2 separate regions of the Mus musculus genome follow, and region 1 is linked to region 2. Evidence: chromatin contacts called from public Hi-C data. All regions are on one chromosome and are shown on one strand. The core of a region is the stretch at or near the end of the contact, and the rest is flanking DNA. Distances in the headings are between cores, read along the strand shown. Region 1 holds the start of Clrn1 (clarin 1). Region 2 has its middle 14 kb from the start of Gm40059.

Region 1 (3,218 bases), core at 40-2,539, 75 kb before region 2:
GCATAAAATGAGATACACAAATACTCAGGAAACAATCTCTCTCTTGGAGAGAGAGAGAGAGAGAGAGAGAGAGAGAGAGAGAGAGAGAGAGAGAGAGAGAGAGAGAGAGAGAACATACACAGAGAGATAGAGCACAGAGACAGACAGACACAAAGAAAGAAGAGAGAGAGAGAGAGAGAGAGAGAGGGGAAGAAAGAAAGAAAGAAAGAAAGAGAAAGAAAGGAAAAGAAAGAAAGAAAGAAAGAAAGAAAGAAAGAAAGAGAAAGAAAGAAAGGAAAAGAAAGAAAGAAGACATACACAGAGAGACAGAACACAGAGAGGGAGAGAGACAGACAGACAGACAGACCACACAGAGACAGAAAAAGGGTCAGAGACAGAGAGTCAGAACACACAGGCAGACCTACAGAGACAGAGAAACAAAAAGGGCCATTTTATTTTTTTCGTGAGAATCCTCACTGGGCACCCAGGAGTAAGAAGTAGTCAACGGATTCCACACTTGAGCTTTCAGGACTTAATTCCTAAACCAAATACACATTGCTACATAATATCGTTCCGATCTTTGTCTCTAGACTCTCAGCTACTTTCCCTGGAGACCCGCTCTTCGGTGGTGGCTCTGTCTAATCATAGTGCTTCCTTCTACGTCAGTACTCTTACCTTTATACATTCGGCTGCTTCTTGGACCCACAACCGGGCTCCCTTGCTGTCATACTGAAACAGCCAAATGCTTTCAAATAAAAGCATTTCTAAATGTACACATTTTCAACTGTAGCTCTGTGTTTCTGTGCCTCAAAAAGAGTTTGAATCAAATTCTAAGTAGATTCCATAGAAACTGTGGGCGTGGAAGAATTGGGGGTGAAGAGGACAGGCCTGTATAGCTCTGGGATCTTCAAGTCTACACCAGATGCAATGCGGAGCCATGGTTCACCAAACTAAAATGAAACATTTTAAAAATCGATTAATTATTGTTACCTGTGCCAAAGCTCCCATTCTCCCATGGCCGAGAGCAAACAAAACCCAGAAATAAAAACTCATCAATACGTGGATGTCTCGCATTGCTGCAAACTTACTGTCGGAGCCAAGGCTTCAGCTCACCCAATCAGACAACAGGCTAGGGAAGACTGGCTTCTCTCAAGTTACACGGAGGACTCCATCTGTTACCCTATACCTTTCTTAGTAAGTGACATGAGAGGGGACCATGCAGGCAATTTGGAAGAGTTTTATTTTACAAACTCTGAATCCAAAGATTTCTGTTTAAGGAAAGCAGCAGCAGAAGAGGAACAAAGCCCGCAGTGGGTGAGGAAGGATGCTTCACGGACTGGCGTTCTGCCTGGTGGAACCACTGTAAGGAAGGGCAGTGTTTTTCAGCTGCTGTGATAAATGCAGCCGACGGGGCAGTCGCTACTTGATGCTCACAAAGGTCTTTGTTTTCAAGTTTGTCTTTACCGAAGCCTTTTCTCGTCATGCCAAGCCAGCAGAAGAAGATCATCTTTTGCATGGCTGGCGTACTGAGCTTTCTCTGTGCTCTTGGAGTGGTGACAGCAGTGGGCACCCCACTGTGGGTTAAAGCCACTATCCTCTGCAAAACAGGGGCTCTGCTTGTCAACGCGTCAGGGAAGGAGCTGGACAAGTTCATGGGCGAGATGCAGTATGGCCTTTTCCACGGAGAAGGCGTAAGGCAATGTGGGTTAGGAGCAAGGCCTTTCCGGTTCTCATGTAAGTAACACTTCCATCTGAATTACTTAACGCTTTCTGAACATTCTTCCAGCTGTTGCAAAGACATAAAGAGGATCTTGCCCTGTCTATTAGGACTCTAAGCAACTTGTTTAGCTTTTGTTTTCTTTTTTCTTTTTTTCTCCCTTGTTTTGGTTTTTATTTTTATTAATTTTTTATTCGTGCTATTTTTACTATGATCATTATAATTAATTGCTACGATGTTATGCTCTTTGAAAGCATAACCCTTTAAAGAGTCTGACAAGATGACTACCATTAAGCTATGTGATGCCAAGGTCATCCTCAGCACCTGCATGATGGGAACAGAAAACCAAGTTCCCCAAGTTGACCTCTGACATCCATATACACACTATGGCACTCACACACATACTTGAGCACATGCGCATGCATCTCTCTCTCTCTCTCTCTGTCTCCCTCTGTGTGTGTATGTGTACGTGTGCGTGTGTGTGTGAATTTTCAAAAACGAAAGTATAACCCTCAGGATTCTTAAGTATTACTAATAATATAAGACATTCTGGCATCTTTGTTAAAGAAAAACAGTACTTGAGAAAATAGGAACTCTGTAAGGAATGGTCTTTGTGCCTTTTGTCCTTTAAAAGGGGACCAGTTTACTTGCATTTCCATTGGCCCATGACTGTGTTTCTTAGCCTGCCCCACACTGCTAAAACCCTGGCTGCTGATTTAACAACTTCTGTTTTCATATTTAACCAATTTGGAATTATTTGCCTACAAAATTTTTAAAGTGATCTGCTGAGAAATGCACACCAACAGTACACAAAACCTGACTGACCTTCAAATATGGCAGGGAGTAGGAGATATTTTCTGTCATTATTTGTGCAAAATGGGAGTGCTATCTGGAGTATTTATAACATGCTTATCTTGAGATGAGAAGTTTTTTTTTTTTTTTAAAAAAAGCTACTATGAGAATGGGCAACTCATTAAATGAAAATTAATAAACAGTCATTTGTTGTATCTCTCACTACACACACCCAGAACTTATTATTATTTCAAAGGGCTGGTTTGGAGCAATCTTATGAAGACACAGTCAGTAAATTACTGCATAAATCACTCTTCAGGAAAAGGAGACTCCCAATTGAGGCATTAAAATGAATTATTATTTTGTCTGAGCTTCTTTTCTCCTCTAGTATAGGTAGAAGGTGAAATTAATTGAATTTATTATTAACATATGCAGTGTCTAATTAAATTGCAGCTCTGGCCCATTTATATTTCTGCAACATTCCTTATATCTTCTAAGCAGTCATTTGGCAGTAACCTCCAACTCATGTAGGTTACAAAGTGATATGAATTATCATAGGGCTCTAGAAAATCCCCAAGAATTAGCTTTCAGCTTTCCAAGAAATGATCATCAACTAGATTTGCTGAAGTGGACACACCTCAGCAAATAGCAATAAGGCTTTAGTTCCTTATGATAACTGAGCTCTGAGAGTCGCTCAGTTTTGTTGGAGGTGGGGGTAGGAAGGAGAACA
Region 2 (3,034 bases), core at 406-2,905:
ACTTCTCAGGCACCAGGCTGAGAGCATCACACAAAGCTGGTCATTGTGGAGTCTAGCTTGGTGATGGCACCCAGCCACAGCCCTCAGAGAAGGTGACACAGAATAGTAGGGTCCCTTTGCTAAGCCCCAGGAGACACCAAGAAGTGAAGGCTACAGAGAAGCACAAACAACAGCATCTAGTTCCAAGATCTACTTCCAGTACTCGTGGCCTTGAGGTTCCACTGGAATGTAAAGCCGGCTCCAGCTTTCCTGCCCCACTGTTCTTTTTCCCACTCAGGGAGGTGCCCAGAGCATCCAGATGGCAGTACAAGGATCTATCATCAAATACTTACTGTTTACAAGGGAGGGGAAAGACTGCAGCCTTCAAAGGTAAGAGGACTGTGCTTAGCACTTAAAAGAGTGGCTTATGGACCTAGAATCTTTATATGCTAAACAGTCACAATGAAATTCCCATGTCTAGGGGGAACCAGGGAACGTGCTTTGCTCTTCAGCCTGTCCACCTTCAACTGAGAGAGGCAGGGTTTCTGTGCCTCCCACCTCAGCCAGTCATTGGCTATGGGCCATCCAAAGAGAAAGAGCATCATTCTTAGTCACTTCTGGGCAAAGTGACTCAACTCCATTAGAAAATTTGAAAATCTGGAGTCACAGGGAGCAGGACCCAAAGTAGACAGACGGTGGACATACCCTCCATGTGAGAACAGGAGATCCGAAACAAAAGATACATGCACAAGCACACAGCCTAACACACGGCCTAGGCTAGCATACAACCCTGAATAAATACAAAGGAGTCTCTGCTATGGGATCCCTGCTCCGTGCAGCCTCCCCAAACCTTCTCTATTACAACTGTCTTTCTGTTGTTCTGTCTGTGCTGGAGCTTTGCAGTTTTTCTGTCCCATCAAAGTGCTAGACAGCCTATACAAACAACCGGTAGCCTCCGCTGGTGTTTCTATATGAAAAGCACATGTTATAGTTTGAAAAAATAAGCAGAGGGAAGACTGCTCCCACTTTCTAGAGTAGTTGGAGGCTCTCGGGGCACTGGGTTCAGTGTGATAGGAAAGAGCAGAGACTCAGGGCCCAGATGGCCTGAGTGAGGACCAGAGAGCTTTCATTGTAAAGGTGAGAGCCCAGAACAATTACTCAACCTCTCTTATCTCACTCTCCCCTCACCTCTAAGATGGGAACAAACCTAGTATTGCCATAGAGCAAGTCTGTGGATTACATGAGATAATCCTCCTTAAGATGTGGCCAGGTAGAAAGGGAGGTTGCAAACCCTGAAGGTAGGTGTGCCTGAGGGAGGGAAACGTGCAGTGGGTACTTGGGGTTCTATCGGGGAAGAGCTTTTGCAAAATGAACATCTGTGAGACCAAACTGCAGGGATTATTTCGGATTGTACTTGAAAAAAAAAATGACTGCGTTGTTTGGCAACAAGTACAGGGTGACCCATTTTGGAGTTCAGAGACGGACGACAAGGGTGTGCATAGGACAAGATAGGCTGGTGTTGCTCAGGAAAGTAATAGGCTGCCGTGATGACAGTTACAATCCAAGCAGAAAGATCAGACTTCCCTGCTCTACCCTCGCATGACTCCGGAGAGGGAAGTCAGTAGGCTATCGCCGCCCACACTCAGAGGCACTCATTCCCTCGCCACCTGCATTGCAGTTTATGTAACCTGAGCCAGCGTGAGCAGGAACAGGCTCTAGCTGCGATGCTGGCTGGCATCCTATGGGCTGCAGGAGAAGCTCAGAAAGCCATCGTCTGTTTTGACACCAAAGACATCCACAGCACTTCGACTCTTGACTACTCCAGCAACAATTTCATTGAGAGGGTAAGTGCGCTCCAGCTGCTGTGTTGGCTGAAGAGCCAATGAAGCCTGAGTGTGCTCATGGTCATGGAAGCACAACCCCCACTCAGGACCTGAATTAGCCAGAGACACCTTCTTCAGAGGACGCCAGCACCAAGGGGCTGTGAGGGATTGGAGCAGTGAAAATGGCGAATTTCTCCTAAAGTTCCCTTTAAGCGAGAGTATACTGCATTTAGGCTGGTGGGCTTCAGTGTATCCTGGTGGTAACAGTGTGCTGCTAAGCCTTGGGTTTGGTAGGCTCCACCAAAAAAAAGAAAAAAGAAATCTACATCTCAAATCATCATTAACTGTATGTCTCTATCATAGAGACTGCTAAACTCCATCAGGGGGAAATCTCCATATGGTTTTGTTATTTGAGATGTCACAGTGACTTAAAATTTGGGGGATGCAATAGGGATGCTGTCACCGCCCGGTTTTACCATGTGTGCTTTATGTGGCCTTGTGCTGGATGTCAGTTTTTAGCGATGTGATTTTGAAATGAAACAAAACCTCCCTTTAGGTAATAGCCGTGAAATGATCTCCCTTCGAGGTGCCTTTCATCTTCCTTTGCATTTTTATCTTCAATTCCCCATCTATAGCTCCAGCTGTTTGAATTCTCAGAGAAAGAAGCCACTGAGAAATTCGTCTATGATCATTTACAGTGTGTAAGTGTCTAAATGCTGAGGTAATTCCTTTATGTGGAGCTGATCTTACCGAGATCTTCATTCTTTTACAAAGCGCATTGCTAATGGTTCTTGTTAAGAAAACCAGGTCATTTTTTGAAGGCTGAGGAAGGGCGGAATAAGAGACAGAGGAGCCTGCCTCTCCCTCTTCACAGCCTAGAAAGAGGCCAGATCACACAGACGCCATCCATGAACACCTCCTTTTCTTCAGCTAATCAATCCCAGAGAATAGCACCCTTCAGGCCTTGTACCGGGATTTCTTTTGAGGGAAGAAAAATGTTAAAGCAGGCTTACCTCATTTTATGAATAACAAACAGAAACGGAGGGAAACTAAGCTGTCTGCCAGACAGACGGGTCACACTGACTTAGGACCTTGCAAAGCTTGCCTCCCTTCACCCCTTCTTCCACAGAGAATGCTTCTTCTCTTCCCTGGATAACGAGAGAACAAAGCAGTGGATAATAGTGGCAGAGGAGTCAAGGGGGTTCTTGGTTTTTAAGATTCTTCTTTCTAGA

Evidence for each region. A called contact is a pair of places that touch in the nucleus more often than the background predicts.
Region 1: a contact with region 2 is called in a Hi-C map of cerebral cortex, with 1.6 times the contacts expected there. The contact joins the promoter of Clrn1 here to the enhancer-like site in region 2. A contact is called at or near these places in 2 of 484 Hi-C or Micro-C datasets (cerebral cortex and nephron progenitors), 1 of 115 datasets of contacts at active chromatin or transcription factors (embryonic stem cells) and 2 of 9 other capture datasets (adipose tissue and pancreatic islet).

Annotation. Positions count from the first base shown.
Region 1 is chr3:58,883,283-58,886,500 of GRCm38.p6, reverse strand. Clrn1 (clarin 1) reads left to right here and starts at 1,289. Exons shown (of 3, transcript NM_153385.3): 1 at 1,289-1,713. The coding sequence starts at 1,461.
Region 2 is chr3:58,809,187-58,812,220 of GRCm38.p6, reverse strand. It overlaps Mindy4b-ps. Among named protein-coding and RNA genes, the nearest start is that of Gm40059, 14 kb to the left of the region's middle. Within about 2 kb of position 1,655, at least 21 of the 459 cell types and tissues checked have an H3K27ac peak or open chromatin away from gene starts, as enhancers often do. A contact at or near this core is called in cerebral cortex, where this site is marked.